Regions from separate parts of the Gossypium hirsutum genome. Here region 2 is linked to region 1. A link is a contact called in public Hi-C data. All regions are on one chromosome and are shown on one strand. The core of a region is the stretch at or near the end of the contact, and the rest is flanking DNA. Distances in the headings are between cores, read along the strand shown.

Region 1 (2,885 bases), core at 132-2,631:
CGTGTTGTCACGAAATCCCTCTCATGACGTTGCCCTTCATCACGACGTTGTGCCTATTTCGCCTCTGTCTTTATTAAGTGTCTACAAACTGTCCGATAAATACGAGGCACGCCCCATAGATATATCAATTTTGATTTGGTGTAATCATATACATGAAACTTGAATTGTGGTTTATATATACATATAAAACTTCGATTTTGATTTAATTGTACAAATTTAAATAAATGAATACAAACATTTAATTTTTATATTGGATTAATATCACAATTTCTATATGCTGTCAGTAATTTCTGAAAATTAAATAAATCAAAATTTCATATATAAAATCACACAAAATCAAAGTTTATGTATAGTATTGCACATTAAATTAAAGTTCATGTATAATTTTGATGTTGATCCCTAAAAAAAACATTGCCCAATAATTATTTTTTAAATATTTTTTTAGATTTTTTATTTTTTAAAAAATATTTGCTACGTCAACATGATGTACACGTGGCTGTCACATGTCGTCGTCCGGTTAGTCTATCAACCAAGTTAGCATAACTTAACAGTCAAACTTGGTTAGCATTAATGGAAGGGCTTGATTGATTAATTTTTCATCTTTTAAAGGCTCAATTAAGTGCTAAATTTTGTTGAGAGTTTAATTGATTTTTTTTATTTTTCGCTAAAGTTTTTCCTTTTTACTAATAAACCTTTTATATTTTATAATGTTATTAATAATTTTCTATTATTTTTTTATAATTTTAATATTCTTTCTAAATTTTAAAAAGTTTTTAAAAATATATATTTTAATATTAAAAAAAAAGTATATTTTCTGTATTTTTATAAAATCTTAATTTTGTTTTTATAGATTTTGATTATTTTTCCACCACATGTCACAACCACAACATGATGGGTGGTGGAGATAACTGAATAAAGAAAAAAATTGAAGGCCATTAACTTTAACAATCAACCATTAAAGTTAACGATCTAAGGGCCTTTTTGATGTATTTTGACAATTTAAGTATCCAATTGAGTGAAAAAATAGTAGGGACTTAATTGTTTTTTCTAAAAAGGTTCAAGGACTTTTATATTTTTAAAGATTTTCTAATTTGTGTTTGACACGTGACATATTGAGAGACTACCATGTGACATTATCAGGTTGGCTAAAAAAACCACATCAATACAAACTAATGATGTTATTACAAAGGTATTAACTTAGTTGACAGAATACAAGTTTAGATACTAATAAGGTCAAAAGAGGTACCAACTAAGTACAAACATATTAGTTCAGGGGTTAAAATCTATATTAACCGTATTTCGTATATATAAAAAATTTATATAATAATTATATATTACGTGCCGTTTACGATACTAGACATAAGATAAAGAGAGATGACTGCCATGGGTAACCAAGGGGCCGCCAGCCTCTTTTAAGTTTCTCTTTCTTTCGCCTCTAAGTCTAACTTTCACAAAAAGCATTTATCTTCGTTCACTGTTCAATTCCTTCTCCTTCTTCGTAGTGTGTGTATATATATAAGTAGGGATTCATCTCCCCAAAGCTATCGCTTTCTTTCTCTCTATCTACTAACATGGAAAATTTTCAGGGTTTTTTCCCTACTTCATCATCCTCATCGACGTCCTTGTCCTTAAACCTCACGAGCTCGCTTGGTTATAGTGAATTCGAATGCGGCAAAGATAATGATGGGATATTGGGACTAATGGCAGATATAAAAGTTGGTGGGGCGACGAACGAAAACAACAGCTTGGTTGGAACGACGACTGAAAGTGAAGTGAAAATCGGTAAAACGAAGAAGGGAGAAAATAAAAAGATAAGAAAACCCAGATATGCTTTTCAAACTAGAAGCCAAGTTGATATACTTGATGATGGTTATAGATGGAGAAAATATGGGCATAAAGCTGTTAAGAACAGCAAATTCCCAAGGTATGTACTCTCATTCTGCCTTACTTTTACTGCTATCAGTCACTGCTCCGCCTAAAGACTTCAATTTTAGGAATATATATTGCATATCTAATTAGTTCAGACATTGTTGATCAAGTCAAGATACCAATGCCATATACTATAACGCAAATTGGAAAAAATAAAAAAGATTAATTCATCCCTTCCATCCTGGAATAATCAACTGATCCTAATTTCTTGTTTAGAAACTTTAATTTATCAGCTAATTACACAGTACAAGTATTTCTTTTTAGGTACAAATGTCTGGTCCGCACTCGGCAACTAATGTTTTAGGATTAAATGATAAAGGATGGATAATTTCAAATAAATTAATATGTGATTGGTGTACCATCAACTTTTTTTATATTGCAGTTTTAGTCCTAACCCAGCATTAAGTTGATTACGGAAAAATAAACAAATTCAAGATCATAAAAAAATTTGGAAAAAATAAAATAAAATATGCCATAATTCACAAATTAGTAATTTAGTTCTTGTAATTTTATTTTTTTAGAATTTAATCCCTCTATTTTTTAAATTTTAAAATTTAAGTCCAATTGTTAATACTATTAAATTTATTTGTGTGACATTTTAAAATAAAAAAAATACTCACTTGGTAGTAATATAGTTAAAAAATGACATTGTAATGAACTTAAATTTAATAAAATAAGATTTATAGTGTTAATAGTAGGACTTGAATTTTAAAATTTGAAAAGTAAGGAGATTAAATTCACAAAGAGTAGATTAATTTATCGCATATTTTAACCAAAAAAAGAAAAAGAAAAACAGAGATAGTTTGCAGCCCAAAGCACCAAATGCTAACGTGCAATTCTCTTTGGGCATCAGATGGAAGCCACTGAGTCTTGATTGGTTTTGGCATGGTGTTTTGTAACATAGTACAAGTAATATTTGAGTTAAAGCAGTGTCGTAACAGAAGTAAGTTATAATT
Region 2 (3,155 bases), core at 375-2,874, 41 kb before region 1:
ATTGACCTATTCCAAAGATGAAAATTATTCTAGATGGCTATTTAATGGCAGGTACTCTAGAAGAGACCCAAGACTCTAATAACTAAAAGTCTAGAAGAGATTCAGGTACTTTAAATTGAAGATTCAAATGGTGAAAATAAAGAAATCTCGATAAGTTATGTCAATTCGAGAAAATGTGGAACCAATAATAAAATTGGTCTATAATGTTTTTGCGTGCAATATTATTGTTGAAATAATGAAATAAAATGAGGATCTTGAATAAATATATTGAGAAATATAAATATAGAATAGATTGGTCAAAATAGAAAAATGCAACTCAAGTGCAATTAATTTGTGGAGTTTTTGGACCAGTAGTCCAAATATCTAAAGGTATAAAGGTATAAAGCCAGTGAGGGTACAAATGAAATAGTTTTGCAAAAACGGAATAAAATGTGAAGTTTTTGCTAAGTCCTGGCATTGATTATGAAAAAAATATTCTTTTGTGGTGGATACAATAACCTTTAAATATATTATTAAACCGACAATTTATAAAATATTTAACTTGCGTCTAATGGTTGTTATTACAACCTTTTATGAATCACTATACAGTAAAGTTTATATTAAAATCCTTGAAGGATTTAGAATGCTAAAAGCATATTGAAATTCTTGAGAAATTTTTTATTTATATGAATTGAAATAATTTGAACATATGTGGTAAATTTGACTGAGTGAATAGTAGTTGAAATAATTTTAATATATGTGGTAAATTTGACTGGGTGAATAGTAGTTGAAGTAGGGTTATAAAATGATCCAAAATACCTATTTATATTTTTATAGAAGAATCATGATTAAAGTTTGTTATGATTATTGTTGAAACTCTTGAAAATATCAAAATATATTTCCCTAAAATTTTCTCACTCATGACTTTCAAAAGAATGGTGATAGAAATGCTTAGCAAATACATTCGAATAGTCATTTGAAAAACTAGTATTCAAGATTGAATACGTAGAATATGAGAAAGTATGTGATATTTTCATGAGGGGAGTATGTGATATTTTCATGAGAGGGAGTAAATACGCGCTGTACTCTTTTTTCCTTAACCAATGTTTTGTTCCATTGAGTTTTCCTGGTAAGGTTTTTAATGAAGCAGCATATTAGGGGTATTATAGATATGTGTACTTTGTTTCCTTCACTAGAAATTTTTTTCCCACATAGTTTTTATCTTAGTAAGGTTTTAACGAGACACATTATCAACAAATAGACATCCAAGGGGGAGTGTTATGAATATTTATTAAGTGGATGTCTATCAAGATGTAGATAAATTTTGATGTACTTTAAATTCTAATAGTAATTAGGAGTGGAGTTCTATTTCATTTATATTTCTTATATCTATAAATATAGACTTTGGATAAGCACTGTAGATGATTCCCATCAATCAATAAAATATGTTCTCTTTACTCTTTGATTCTCTTTATTTTTTATTCTTTGTATTTTATTTTATAACAAAAACTAAAATATTATAGGATAACTATAAGATCTTATAAAAGAAAAACTAACTAAAAAATTGCCTCGCACACACTAAAACTGTGTGGTTTATGAACCGTGGAAGTCATCTTTCCACACACCTTTGTTGGGCTTGGAACATGACATTAGATCTCGACTCATGGGCCCTGAATTTTTTTTTCAATTGAAACAAACATATATTGACAACCTAGTTAATGATATCAAAGAAAGTGCTCAGCATTGTATATATCAACTCAGTTTCAGTTTGACTTCCAACTCATGACTCAGTGTTTAATATGCTACCGATATTTACAATGATAAGTTACATTGTATGAGAAAAAATGCGGGTTTTAAATTATGGAAATAATGTTATTAGGAGAAATAATTGTAAATCTCGCAAAAAAATAATTTTTATAACAACATAATGTACAAATTAATTCCATTAAAAATATATTTATATTGCAGAGCAAGTGCGATTAGTATAAAAATCCCATAACAAATTTATTTTATTAATGCTAAAGTTAATAGGCATTAAAATCATTTTAACTGATATAGAATTATAATTAAAATTATTGTTAGACATTTATTTGATATGAATTCAAATTATGTCTATTGTATAAAAAACAAGAAATATTAACATTAAATTGTATTGTTAAGATTTCAATGATAATTGATGCATGTCAAGTCCTTTGCATCGAGTTACTAGGGTCACTCATAAATTGCTGAGTTTCTTGTTAATTTATTTTCAAAGTTATGACTCCTTTCTGCAATTCATTAGGTAGGAATAATGGAAATGTCAAATGGTGATTTTTTTTTTTAATTCACAATTTAGAGTGATGTATACATTTTCATTAATGAATTCTTTTTTTCCCTGCGTAACTTTTTTAGTAGCTTGAGCTTTCCAACAAAACTTTTAAACATAAAGTTAAAATAAAGAATAGACATTCCAAGAATATAATATCAAACTTTGTTGTTGTACTCCTTAAATTCATAAAGCTCTTATTAACAATTATTGTTTAAGTAGTTTTATTTTCACAAAATAGAACATAATTAAAGATGGTATAGAATAGAGTTGAGAACTTGTGAATTAGGTTTCATGATAATAAGGACAAATTCTGGATAATAAATGTAAGCCAAAATTAAATGCAATAAATTGTTTGACGCAAATATAAATGCAGGTAGGTTGCTGTTGGTCGGTCAAAGATTGAGAATGCAATATGATAAGGCAAAGTTTCCAAGTAATTATGTAATGTTTGGACTTCAAACACACCATTTCCCCAAAATAAAGTTGAAAGTTTCATCAAAAAACTAAACTCGTCTAAATACATAAGACAAAAAACATGACAACATCAGTTACGATAGATTGATAGAAGTATGAAACTTTGTTTTCAACCTTTCATTCTCGCTATGCCCAACCTTCTAAATTTTGTCTTCAAGAATCCAAATAAAATTCCAAAACTTTGGAAGGGTCCAAAATCTAAAAAATTTATAATTTGAATTTTTTTTTGAAGAGCCTAAAAATGCAACTTTTCTATTTGGTCAACATTAAAAACATTAAGGTTAAAAAATGTTCCAAGCTCATGTTGTTTTCGTATTTTTAAAATTTAATCCCATTTTTATTTCTAAGAATTTAATATCTTTAAAATTTCAAAATTAAAATTAAAGTGTTAGTA

Evidence for each region. Hi-C and Micro-C count contacts between places; a contact is called where the count stands out from the background.
Region 2: a contact with region 1 is called in a Hi-C map of leaf, with 3 times the contacts expected there. The contact joins the enhancer-like site here to the promoter of LOC107886364 in region 1. A contact is called at or near these places in 8 of 34 Hi-C or Micro-C datasets (anther, callus and leaf).

Annotation. Positions count from the first base shown.
Region 1 is chrA03:78,629,465-78,632,349 of Gossypium_hirsutum_v2.1, reverse strand. LOC107886364 (probable WRKY transcription factor 75) reads left to right here and starts at 1,381. Exons shown (of 2, transcript XM_016810290.2): 1 at 1,381-1,924. The coding sequence starts at 1,572.
Region 2 is chrA03:78,669,945-78,673,099 of Gossypium_hirsutum_v2.1, reverse strand. No RefSeq gene overlaps it. Among protein-coding and RNA genes, the nearest start is that of LOC107886364, 41 kb to the right of the region's middle. Within about 2 kb of position 1,624, at least 1 of the 9 cell types and tissues checked has an H3K27ac peak or open chromatin away from gene starts, as enhancers often do. A contact at or near this core is called in leaf, where this site is marked.